Regions from separate parts of the Mus musculus genome. Here regions 1 and 3 are each linked to region 2. A link is a contact called in public HiChIP or PLAC-seq data. All regions are on one chromosome and are shown on one strand. The core of a region is the stretch at or near the end of the contact, and the rest is flanking DNA. Distances in the headings are between cores, read along the strand shown.

Region 1 (3,626 bases), core at 396-2,895, 310 kb before region 2:
GACTGTAACCTAAGATGGCAAGTAGAATTTTGTGATGGTGATGTTAAGGCTTGGGGATGGAACAATTATTCTGGAGTATTCAGGTGGAGTCAATGTCATTACCAGAGTCCATATAAGAGAGAAGGAGGAGCCTGATGAGGGTGGTGGCGCACGCCTTTAATCTCAGCACTTGTGAGGCAGAGGCAGGCAGATCTCTGTGAGTTCCAGGACAGTCAGGGCTATACAGAGAAACCCTGTCTCAAGAATGAGAGGAGCTGGGATGGAGAGAGGGAGGAGGGCCAGAGAAGGTGGAAAGAAAGAGAAGGAAGGGCAGCCATTAGAATGCCCCATTGCTGGGTCTGAAAGGGAAGGAAGGGCCTTAAAGAAGGCAAGTAGTCTTTAAAAGCTGAAATAGTCAGGAAATGGAGTCCCCCCTTTTCTGAAAAAAAAAAAAATTGTAGATCAGGTGATACCTTGGTTTCAGTCAAATAAAGCCCATTTTTGATACTTGCCCTACAGAACTGCAAGATACTACATTTGTTCTGCTCAAAGCCATTGGCACCTATTAGAGCAGCCACAGGAACTCCTGTGGGAGTACAGCGTCATCTGTAACAGGCCACGCCGTGCTCCTAGAAGCTCAGAGCTGCAGAGGATCCAGGGGATCCCAGGTTGGTTCCCAGCACAGGAATGGTGGCTCGCAACTGTCTGTTCCGTTCCAGGGGATCTCGTACTCTGTTTTGGCTTCTGTGGGCACCAATAATGCACCTGGTACAAAGACATACATGCAGGCAAAACATTCATACACATAAAAAAATACAAATAAAGTCGACTTTAGCAAAGAGGCAAGATGGCACAGTGGGTAAGGATGCTTGCTGCTAGGCCTGGTGACCTGGGTTCAATCCCAGAGACCCCCCCCCCCTAGTGGAAGGAGAGAATTAACTTCTCCTTTGAGTTGCCCTCTGGTCTCCATCCACGCCCATGGCATGTACACACATCATACGCCCATGCACATATACGTATGCATATGCACACACACATACACACAAGTAAAATAATTTTTAAAATGATAAGATGAAAAGGGATATTCCGTCCTTGGAGCTCCTCCCACTATTGGGAGCTCTTTCTCATATTTTGTCTTATCTCTTCCGATCTGCTTGCTGCTATTCTCTCAAGACTGTCCTCCAACGCTCGTTTGATGTGAAGATGCCACAAGTTTTAGCAAAGTCTGGGGAGGCTTCCAAAGCATTCAATGCACATTGTAATTCTTCTTATGAATACTCCCTATGAGACTTAAGGAGGCGAAGGGCCCTGTGCTTCACCACATGTCCACAGTGGCTAAGATGTGACCAAAGGATACCTGAATAAGTGAAGGAAGCTTTTCTGTACAATTCTCCAGTCTTGTGGTTCCTAGATAAAGGGGACAAATCCTAAGTGTGTCGTGTACGCTGGGCAGGAAAAGCAAATGTCCTTGGAATTTTGTCTTTCGGAACGGAATGGAAGGGTGGGGGATGGGAGTTGGGGGATGGGTCACGCTCAGGTCGCAGAAGCAGGGGTTGTCTAATGGCTGGCGATGACCTCAGCGCTTGGCATCAGATACACCCAGGCATTTCCTGACAGCCCATGTGTGTACAAGCTTTTTGCCTTATATTCGCTTCACCCTGCTCTCTAGCGCTGCCTAGAGACGCTTCTAAGTCACAGCAGATCTGAAGGCTCTGGCCAGCCGGGGACTCATCTCCCTGCAGCTACCAACCGATCCTCTCCCAGGTTCCCTGGGACACTCCCATAATGTGCTCAGCTGTCTCACCGCCCTGGGGACTCAGTGTGAGTCTCACAAGGAAAGCCATGCTTCTGCCAAACATCTTTGGGCCAGAGATGAAATCAGTTTAGGGACAGACCTCGGTCATTTTTCTCTGATGAAAAGAACTTAGACCCTAAATCTACAATACTATAAGATATGGTTTAGTCTCATACCATGGTCAGTTTAAGAGGGAAAAGAGAGAGAGAGAGAAAGGGAGGGAGGGAGGAAGGAAGGGAGGGAGGGAGGGAGGGAGGGAGGGAGGGAGGGAGGGAGGGAGGGAGGGAGGGAGGGGAAGGAGGAAGCAGAATGCTTGTGTCTGAGGCTCAGGATGCACAGGGTTAGAGCGAGGAGCAGAAACCAAACTAGGACCATGCAGGGAGGTTGTGGATTCCCTCCATTTTCAAAGGGCATTTTGCTCAAATCAGAAAGCCTTTCCTTTAAAATTTCTTGGTGATAAGTTCTTTCTCCCCTTCTCCCCTTCTGCCTTCCTCCCCCCCCTTCCCTTCCTGTTTCCCTCCTCTCTCCCTCCCCCTCCTTCAGAGATGAACTTCGCCCCTAGACCGATTCTTCATATTCTTTATATTTTTTAATCAGTCTCTTATTTTTCTCTGTCTTTTGCTTCCTTCATTTCTTAGCTCAATACTTTTGTAGTGTCCAGATTGCCCACTCAGTGCTTCAGTTCAACCTAACATCATTTTTTTAAATCCCTGTTCAATATTTCATCATCTAAGACTAGATTCCTGGCCTTGTGGTTTACTTTTGTTGAAAAGAGGCAATGTCCTTGGAATCCTATTGACCAAGCAAAATAAATAGCTTGGAACATTTTCTACTGCGGAAGAAGGCATCGTCACGAAATCTTCAGAGGCTTGTTCACTTTTGTACCTGTGTGTTTTCCTTAAGAGACCTCTCCTCCTGAATGTATACCCTTACATGGAAGGAACTAGAGTCTCCTAGTGTAATAAATATAGTTTATTGATCATAAGCCGACTGCCATCACACCAGACATTACATATATTCAAGGCAGAGAGAACATAAAAGGGATATATCAACAGTCTCAGCCTGCTCCCCGTCGCCCCCAGGACAGTACAAAGTCTGTCTCTCAGAAGCCTTCTAGGCAACCTCTAGTGTTCCAAATGATGTTCTGGGGACACCTCTAGCTGTAAGGGAGGCTGACAGAGCAAATGCTTAGTTCTTTTCTAGGCAAACAAGAAAGGAAAGGAGCAGGGAAAGAAGTCTAGGAGGCCCAAAAGTTTCTCTTTGCCTCCCATCTCCCAGGAAGAAGGACCCCCACCCCCAGCCCCAACCCCTAGCCACCCCACACACACACCACCCCCACTCTTCCGGCATCCCAGACAATGAGCCTCTATTTCTAAGGGGCCTTCTTCAGCCCAGTTCCTACAACAACAAGATGCTGCAAAAGTTTCTCTGCTTATGGTACAAAGGCTGCACCCAGCCACAGAGACTCATGTAGATGCTCAAGTCCCCACCCCACCTCCTCCCGCCCCCCACCATGCTTATATTTGGTCGAATGTTTTGTTGAGAATTAGTGAGCAGAAAGGAGACTGGAGTGCCCATGCATCCGGAAGTTGACTGTAACCTTCTATCAGTCAGCAGTGGAATGAATCATTAGTTTTCACTCCAGGAAGGGGGATCAGAACGGGGCTAGCCTCAGGGGGAAGAAGAGCAGGAGAGAAAACGAAAACATCCAGTGGCTAGGTCGTTAAGGTGATGGATGAGGGCCTGCAGCCCATCAGCTCAGAAAACAACCACCAGCACTTCCCCTGGGCTTAAGGGTTCCTTCTACCTCTCTATGCCCGACCTCTGCTTCCGCCCTCCTTTATTTGATTTT
Region 2 (3,694 bases), core at 412-2,911:
GCAATGGGAGCATTTATATTCAGGGCAGACCTGTCTCATTCAGTCTTTGTAGCCGGCCAAGGCCCTGCAAAGGGTGCTGTTAATGCTGGATTGAGTCACATTGACTGTTTGCCCTCTACCTCCTACCTGGATCTTACACGTAGCCCTATTAGCATCTGGAACTAGGAAATGAGAGAGAGCAGCCGCCTAGTACTAGCAAGGCAAGGACTTAGACAAGACCTCAGCTTCCTTCCGTTCTTGGCTCCTGGAGAAAGCTAGCATGGCTAACTCGAAGGGTATCATGCCCTATCCAATCTAATTAGTTTCTTCCTCTCAGGGACTCATGTGACTATTAGTGGAATGGGAGGTGGGGCCATGGGATTAGGAGGGCCATCAATTAGGAGAGCCATCAATTAGGAGGCTACAATAGTCACACCACCACAGCATCAGATTTGAGAGAGAGCATGCCTCCTCAGTGCCTCTTTGAGCTTCAGGCCAAGCAGCTTCTGCTAGTTGACTGGCATACAATCTTCCGGCATTTTACAAACATGCTTAGCCATGTTTTCTAGATTCCCTAGGGTCTAAAAGCCCAGGAAGAGAATGTAATCTCTATTTTCTTCAAAGATACACACACACACACACACACACACACACACACACACACACAAGTAATTGCAAGTTTGAAGAGAAATACAAGGTTCCCCAAGAGAAATGTTCTGTAAATAAAGGTAGGTACTTGGCCTGGGGTGTGGTACATGCCTTTAATCCTAGCACTTAGGAGAAGGCAGAAAAATCAGAAATGCAAGGATAGCCTTGGATACACAGTGAGTTCAAGCCAACCTGGGCTATATGAGGCCTTATCTCAAAACAAATGAAAAGGAAAAAGTTCTGGCCCCCCCACACCCAGAGAACCTGAACCTCACAGATCAAGGGAGAGTTAGGCAGAGAGCAAAACTGCTTTTCCACTTCTTATCTGGATCACAGCAGTCCCTAACTCTAAAAATTCCATTGTGCTCTGGAACTGTTCAGGAGACTGTTGTTCAAAAATCAGAAACCCCACAACTGGAGTTATCCGCTTTAAGCTGACAGTGCCTTCTCTAAAATACCCAGGAGACCCAGTCCTGGAAGTTAAGAGACAGACCGAAGTCACTGTGGGGTAGCAAAGGGCCGCTTATGCAAAGACAAGGACTTGAAAGATGCGACCTCACGGCCACGTGGTGGCGGACTTCGCCATTTTTGCTTACCAGCGTGTTTTAGATTTTATTCAAAGTGCGGGGCTTTGATGTATTTGTCTGGGGGTGGGCTCACCCCCTTGCATTTTTCGTAGGTTTTACTAGTGACTCGAGGATAGTGAAGAGAAACAAGAAAGAAACTTAGACACAAGAAAGTCAGGAAGACAAAAGAAAGGCACGGAGCCCACAAGAGCCTGGGAAACCGATGAGAGACTTAGGAGGAGGGGGCGGGGGATTTGAGTCTACAGACTCCGGAAAACCTATTAAGGCGTCCTGGGAGAAGGTCGCTGGGTCCTTCAGGGTGGGAATCAGGCTGTCCGGGTTGAAGCCTCTCGGGATTAAGAGCTGAAGAGAAACCACAAAGGTTCATTGTTTTATTTGTGCCTTGACTTGGCTCCTGACCATCGGATCGCTGGAGTTCTGATAAACGTCCTGAGCTCCCCCTACTGGCTGCCCTGAAGAACGTTACCATCTGGATCCCAAGAGAAATAGGATTACGTAACCCCAGCTTTGACCACTTAAGACTTTTATTTTCTTTCCCAAGGTCTTGGCTTTTCCAAATCCTGCTGCCTAATGCCAGAGCTTAAATGCCCTGACTGATTGCCAAGGTCCCAAGGCCCAGAGGAGGCAGTTATGAAGGGGCCATGCTAATGGGAGGGCATGCAGGAGGGTAGCCGAACAGACTTTTTTTTTTTTTTTTTAATATGTGTCACGCAAATAAAAGTGCTGCAAAAATTCCTAAAAAGGGGGACTTTTTCTGAACTTTCATCTTCTTGCCTCAAATGTGACGCTGGCATTAAACAAGGCCTCTTTGCTTAGGGGGCGGGCCTGCCGGGTCTAGATAGGAAGCCATCCAAAATAAGCCATCCAACTCCATAGCAGCGAAGACGCACCCGGCTCTCCTTTCCTTCCCTCTCCCCTCGGTCTTAAGCTCTGCAAAAGACAGGAAGAACTGAGAACAGCAAGAGCAGAATGTTCTCTGAAAGACAGAAGAAAAAATCTCTCTCTCTCTCTCTCTCTCTCTCTCTCTCTCTCTCTCTCTCTCTCTCCCTCTCCCTCTCCCCCCTCTCTCTCTCTCTGTGTGTGTGTGTGTGTGTCTGTCTGTCTCTCCTCCCTCCTTTCCTCCCTTCCTTCTTCCCTCTCCTCATTATCTCTTCCTTTCTCTCCCCTCCCCCTCTTTGTCTCTGTCTCCCCCTCCTTCCCGGCCTCTCCCCCTCTTCTCTCGTCTCCTCTCCTTAAGGTTGATATTAAACAAGGTAGAAGCCCTGTCCTTCCTAAAGGACACAAAGGCTAGCCTTCTGTATGAGAAATGCCAAGTCCAGAGGCAGCGGTTGAGGGAGAGACAAAGAAGGACCTCCAGCGTTGAAGCAACAGGAACAGAATATAGGAGCTAGCAGCTGTTGACTGGAGCAGCCACACCCGTGGGGAGTGGTCCTGGGTTAGCAAGGGAGACCCCTGGGCAATAGGCAGAGGGTATGAGCATCACGTGAAGGAGGGGCAGATTTTCAGATGTGTGACTAGGATGCTTGTTCCCCCCGAATGGACCGTCTTATGCCCCCTCCCCTTCTCTTCAAAACCTCCTCTTCACAAATTAGCAATTTACCGGGAGAGGCACAGTGGCAGAGGCCAGCCTGGTCTGCAAAGTGAGAACCAGTCTCAAAACAAAACAAGCAACTTTCCTTTCATAAAAGAGCTATGCCTCTTTCAGGGTCCCTAAATGTCCCTAAAACATTGTTCAGGGTGGTAGCATGAGGTTATTTTCAAAGGCTCTGGGCAAACATCCAAAGGATTCCTTTTCTTTTGTTAACCTGAAGGCAAACCACCATTGGTTCACAGCCTTGCAGGGAGCAGTGCAGCTCTCCGGAAATGGCCACTTGCTCTTTCGTTCCCTCAGGACGAGGTAGCCGCCTTTCCTTTGTCCTTCTGCCAACCTCCACGTTTTCCTCTCACCATCCAGCTGGTTGACACTGGCTCCTCTTCTTTCCAGGGCTGACTTTGTGCTCTGGGTCTGCTTGCAGGGTGTTGATGTAGGAGGAGAAAAAAAAGAAAAGTGTTGTCATGTGTTCGTGGGATCCCAACACATCTGACACTCTGCAGGGATCTGGCTAAGCTAAGCGCATATTCCACAGAAGTCAAGGGGACCCTTTATTCTATCTGCAAGACACCTTTGCAAAATTCCTGGCAAATTGACAGCCTCCAAATTATACCTCCCGTTTTGAATAGCCCTTGCTTATTGTCACCGTAGAAGAGGATTTGGGGGACTTGTGAGTCCATGGGAGCAGAATGGCCTTGACAGACACTGCAAAATACAAATAATATTTATTGCCAATGAAAGATTCACAACCGAAACTAGTCAAGCTCTGCTTCGGTTGAAAGGGGGTAAAAAACAGGCAAAAGATAAATGCTCTGAGCAAGATGAAATGTCTGTGTTGCAATAGCTGAATGGATTGTAACATTTTCTAACTTGTTAGTCATAAGGTAGA
Region 3 (3,616 bases), core at 716-3,215, 280 kb before region 2:
TCATATAAAGGTGCTTGGTGTTATTACCAGAGGTAAAAATATTGTCAGCATGGAGTTTTATATGGTAGCCAAAGAATTTAAATGACAAGAGTTTAGATTCTGGAGTCTGGGCAGACCCACAGCCAGATGCTGAAAACTTGAAATCATGGGCAGTGTGAGCAAGGACTGAATGAATGCACAAGGATGTGTATGACCAGGGGTCATTCAGGGAAAGAAAAGGATGGAGAGAGCTCACAAAAGAGCAGACTGTAAATATGCTTAAGTCTATCAGGCTGAAAACCTTCAGGGTGGGGACAGATAGGTCCAGGCTGGCTGGGACATCTTCCCCAGCACTAAGATTCTGGGCAGACAATGGGGCATCAGAAAGGAATGAACAGATCTTGACAGGTATGGTCTGCTCCCTTTAGCCTTTGCTCAGGGTATGCTGAACTGCTTTGGAGGCTCTTGGGACACATTCTCTACCTAAAGATGTGTTGACCAGATTAGGTCGCTGTCCAGGCACCGGAATGAAAACAGTCAAAAGCCCAGGCTCACGAAGCTCCACTGGGATTTAGGGCCAAGTTCTAATATCCAAAGGGTCATAGCTACTTTAATGTCCATCCAGGCTGGTGCCAGGGTCACCAGGGGTTGATCTGTAGGAGCTGTAGGAACATCTGCACAATAGAACTGTCTGGGGCTCAGTTTATAGTTTGAAGGTTGTAGATGGCCCTGCCAGAAAATGAAATTTAGTGCCAAATAAACCCAGGCTGTCAATTTTCTCAGGCCCAGAGCCAAGGAATTTTTCCAGGTTCTGGGGGAGGGGACTGAAGGGAACTTGGTTCCTTGCAATCCTAGGCTGGAGGCCATGTCACTTTGGAGTGAAAGTTCAGAAGGGAAAGAGTCATCGTGGTGTCCCAGAAACAGTGTGGCCAGTTGGTATTACTTTCTGCTCTTTCTCCTCCTCTCCTATTTTCTGTTAAAGGTCCAGGGTGTGTATTTAAAGATGTGTAGGGGAAAAAAAAAAGGTTTCTAGAAATCTATACTTACAGATAAGTGACTCCAATTTTCTAGTTCTTTTCTGCTGAGGCATGTTTTCCAACAAACAAAACATACTAATAAATCTATCAGGGGCAAGAAAGGCAGCGGGGGGACAGCTGCAGCTGCGCCATCCAGGAGTGACAATGATTAATTCCTACATCTGCTCAGTCAGATAGAAACAAAGGTCATTGTGAATAGATTAGCATGGCGATCACTGCTCCACCACTACAGAGAGACACATACATACAGACTCACACACACACAGACAGACACACAGACACACACACACAGAGAAAGAGAGGGGGGAGAGGGAGGGAGAGGGACACACACACACACACACACACACACACACGGAGGGAGGGGGAGGAAGGGGGAGGAAGGGAGAAAAGAGTCACTTGCCATCACACACAACACACACACACACACACACACACACACAGTGTGGGTGGGGGAGGGAGGAGAGTCACTTGCCATTGCCATTGAGAGCTGCAAAATTCAAAATGCTTGAAAATATGTTTACTATCTGGTGAAGTAATTTATTTTACAGATAAAAGTAAGCCCCAAGCCTCATGGGAAGAAGGGAGGCACGGGGAGGGATCAGGATTGGATTAATGTCAGACTGTTTTCAAATCTAGTTAGTACTCCAATCAAACGTGGATATTCGGTTACATTTCCAAAAGCAAAGGAAACAGGAAACGTTTGACTAAATCTTGATATGTTGATTTGGTCAGAGGAAAGGCAGCTGAATCCTTTCGAGTATCTGCCACACTATCCTACGCTTACTGTCCTGACAAAACGCCACAGAGTTGATGATTTTTTCTCACAATCCAGGAGGTTGGAAGCCCAGGATCACGTCTCAGGCAAGGCTGTTTTGTAGGGAAGCACCCCTTCTTGGCTCGAAGACAGCTGCTTGTCTGTGGAGTCCTTGCAGGCGGTTTTCTGGAGCTGCAGGTGCTTCTGCGATCTTTGCTCTTTGCACAACAGCCTTAAGGGACTAGTGCTGTGACCCAGTTTAACTTCATTTAACTTTAAAAATGCTGTCTCCAAATACAGTCACATTAGGACACATACAGTTAGTCATGTGTGAATTCAGGGGAGCACAGTGCTCATGACATCTTGAATTATTTAAATGGGGTGCTTGGAAGTTGACTCTTGGTCTTTGTGTTTCATAGTTCGTCCCCTGAAGGTACAGCTACTTCCTGTCCAGGACTCTTATAATTACAGATTCCTTTCTTTCTTTTCTTCCTCTTCCTCTTCCTCTTCCTCTCCTCTCCTTTTCTTTTTTTCCTTTTTTTCTTTTAACAAGACAAGGTTTCTCTGTGTAGCCCTGGCTGTCCTGGAAACTCACTCTGTAATTCAGGCTAGCCTTAAACTCAGAGATCCATCTGCCTTTGCCTCCCAAGTGCTGAGATTAAAGGCATGTGCCACCACTGCCCAGCCAAGAAATCTATTTTTTTTTAAAGATTTATTTATTTATTACATGTAAGTACACTGTAGCTGTCTTCAGAAGAGGGCGTCAGATCTCGTTACAGATGGTTGTGAGCCACCATGTGGTTGCTGGGATTTGAACTCTGGACCTTCAGAAGAGCAGTCGGGTGCTCTTACCCACTGAGCCATCTCACCAGCCCGAGAAATCTATTTTTTAAATGTGTAGTTTTGTGAATTACTGTAAAGCGAATATCTATGTGGTGATAACCCAAGTCCAAAAACGAAAACATTACCACCACATCATAATTGTTGCCTTTGCCTCTTGCTAAAGGCAAGACACTGCACTGACTTTAGCACTATAATTAGTGAATTCTGACTTCAAAGGGTTTCTTATGAAGGGGAAGCGTACAGTGCAGGACACTTCGTACCTGGCTTTTAAACCTGATACCTGGGTTAGCTATTTCCACTTTGGAGCCATCATTGGTAATGCAGTGGACATCCATTTACAAGTTTTGATGTGGAAGTACACTTTCATTTCTATTTCTCAGATATAGATCTAGGAATTTAATCATTGCCATTCAACATTTTGGGGGACTCTCAAAGGACATGCATAGCAACTGAACTATTTTACCTTCCCACTCATAGGACGTGAGTGTTATAACTCCACCATAAATACCCAAAACCACCGGCTAACTCTTTTATTACAGCCACCCCAGTGGGTGTGAAGTGGTGCCTTGATGCATTTTGATACATGTATCAGACTCCCGGCCCACCTACACTGTTTTCCAAGGTGGCTCAACCAATTTGCAATCTTTATCACAAGAGCGAGCTTATGCTCTGTATGAGTCTACTGTCTCGAAACACGGTGGACAGAGCTAGGTTTTTGTCTTTTTTTTTTGTTTGTCTGTTTTTTAAAAGATTCATTTATTTATTATATGCAAGTTCACTGTAGCTGTCTTCAGACACTCCACAAGAGGGCGTCAGATCTCATTACGGATGGTTGTGAGCCACCATGTGGTTGCTGGGATTTGAACTCAGGACCTTCGGAAGGGCAGTCAGTGCTCTTAACTGCTGAGCCATCTGGTTGTAAGTACTCTTCAAATTTCCAGGTAGAAGTCCTTTACCCAATATACAATTTTAAAACATTTTCTTTTTTATGATTTGTTTTCCT

What was found. HiChIP or PLAC-seq counts read pairs in DNA pulled down with a chosen protein or histone mark.
Region 1: an H3K27ac HiChIP or PLAC-seq map of neural progenitor cells shows a contact between it and region 2, with 3 times the contacts expected there. The contact joins two enhancer-like sites. A contact is called at or near these places in 5 of 115 datasets of contacts at active chromatin or transcription factors (bone marrow-derived macrophages, embryonic stem cells, kidney and 1 more).
Region 3: an H3K27ac HiChIP or PLAC-seq map of stem cell-derived neural progenitor cells shows a contact between it and region 2, with 4 times the contacts expected there. The contact joins two enhancer-like sites. A contact is called at or near these places in 3 of 39 promoter capture datasets (hippocampal neurons, liver and stem cell-derived epiblast-like cells), 1 of 15 datasets of contacts at CTCF or cohesin (the NIH/3T3 cell line), 35 of 484 Hi-C or Micro-C datasets (the 3T3-L1 cell line, the AML12 cell line, B cells and 22 more), 11 of 115 datasets of contacts at active chromatin or transcription factors (acute myeloid leukemia, bone marrow-derived macrophages, embryonic hindbrain and 7 more) and 1 of 9 other capture datasets (embryonic stem cells).

Annotation. Positions count from the first base shown.
Region 1 is chr16:37,992,845-37,996,470 of GRCm38.p6, reverse strand. The region is part of intron 8 of Gpr156 (G protein-coupled receptor 156); the gene reads right to left. Among named protein-coding and RNA genes, the nearest start is that of Gm36225, 6.4 kb to the right of the region's middle. Within about 2 kb of position 1,645, at least 142 of the 459 cell types and tissues checked have an H3K27ac peak or open chromatin away from gene starts, as enhancers often do. A contact at or near this core is called in neural progenitor cells, where this site is marked.
Region 2 is chr16:37,682,833-37,686,526 of GRCm38.p6, reverse strand. It overlaps Gm35833 (a long non-coding RNA gene), which reads right to left. Exons shown (of 3, transcript XR_876061.1): 2 at 3,020-3,219; 3 at 1,229-2,144. Among named protein-coding and RNA genes, the nearest start is that of Gm35833, 3.9 kb to the right of the region's middle. Within about 2 kb of position 1,661, at least 216 of the 459 cell types and tissues checked have an H3K27ac peak or open chromatin away from gene starts, as enhancers often do. A contact at or near this core is called in the HPC-7 cell line, brown adipocytes, kidney and 6 more, where this site is marked.
Region 3 is chr16:37,961,745-37,965,360 of GRCm38.p6, reverse strand. The region is part of intron 3 of Gpr156 (G protein-coupled receptor 156); the gene reads right to left. Among named protein-coding and RNA genes, the nearest start is that of Gm36225, 25 kb to the left of the region's middle. Within about 2 kb of position 1,965, at least 80 of the 459 cell types and tissues checked have an H3K27ac peak or open chromatin away from gene starts, as enhancers often do. A contact at or near this core is called in the HPC-7 cell line, brown adipocytes, kidney and 6 more, where this site is marked.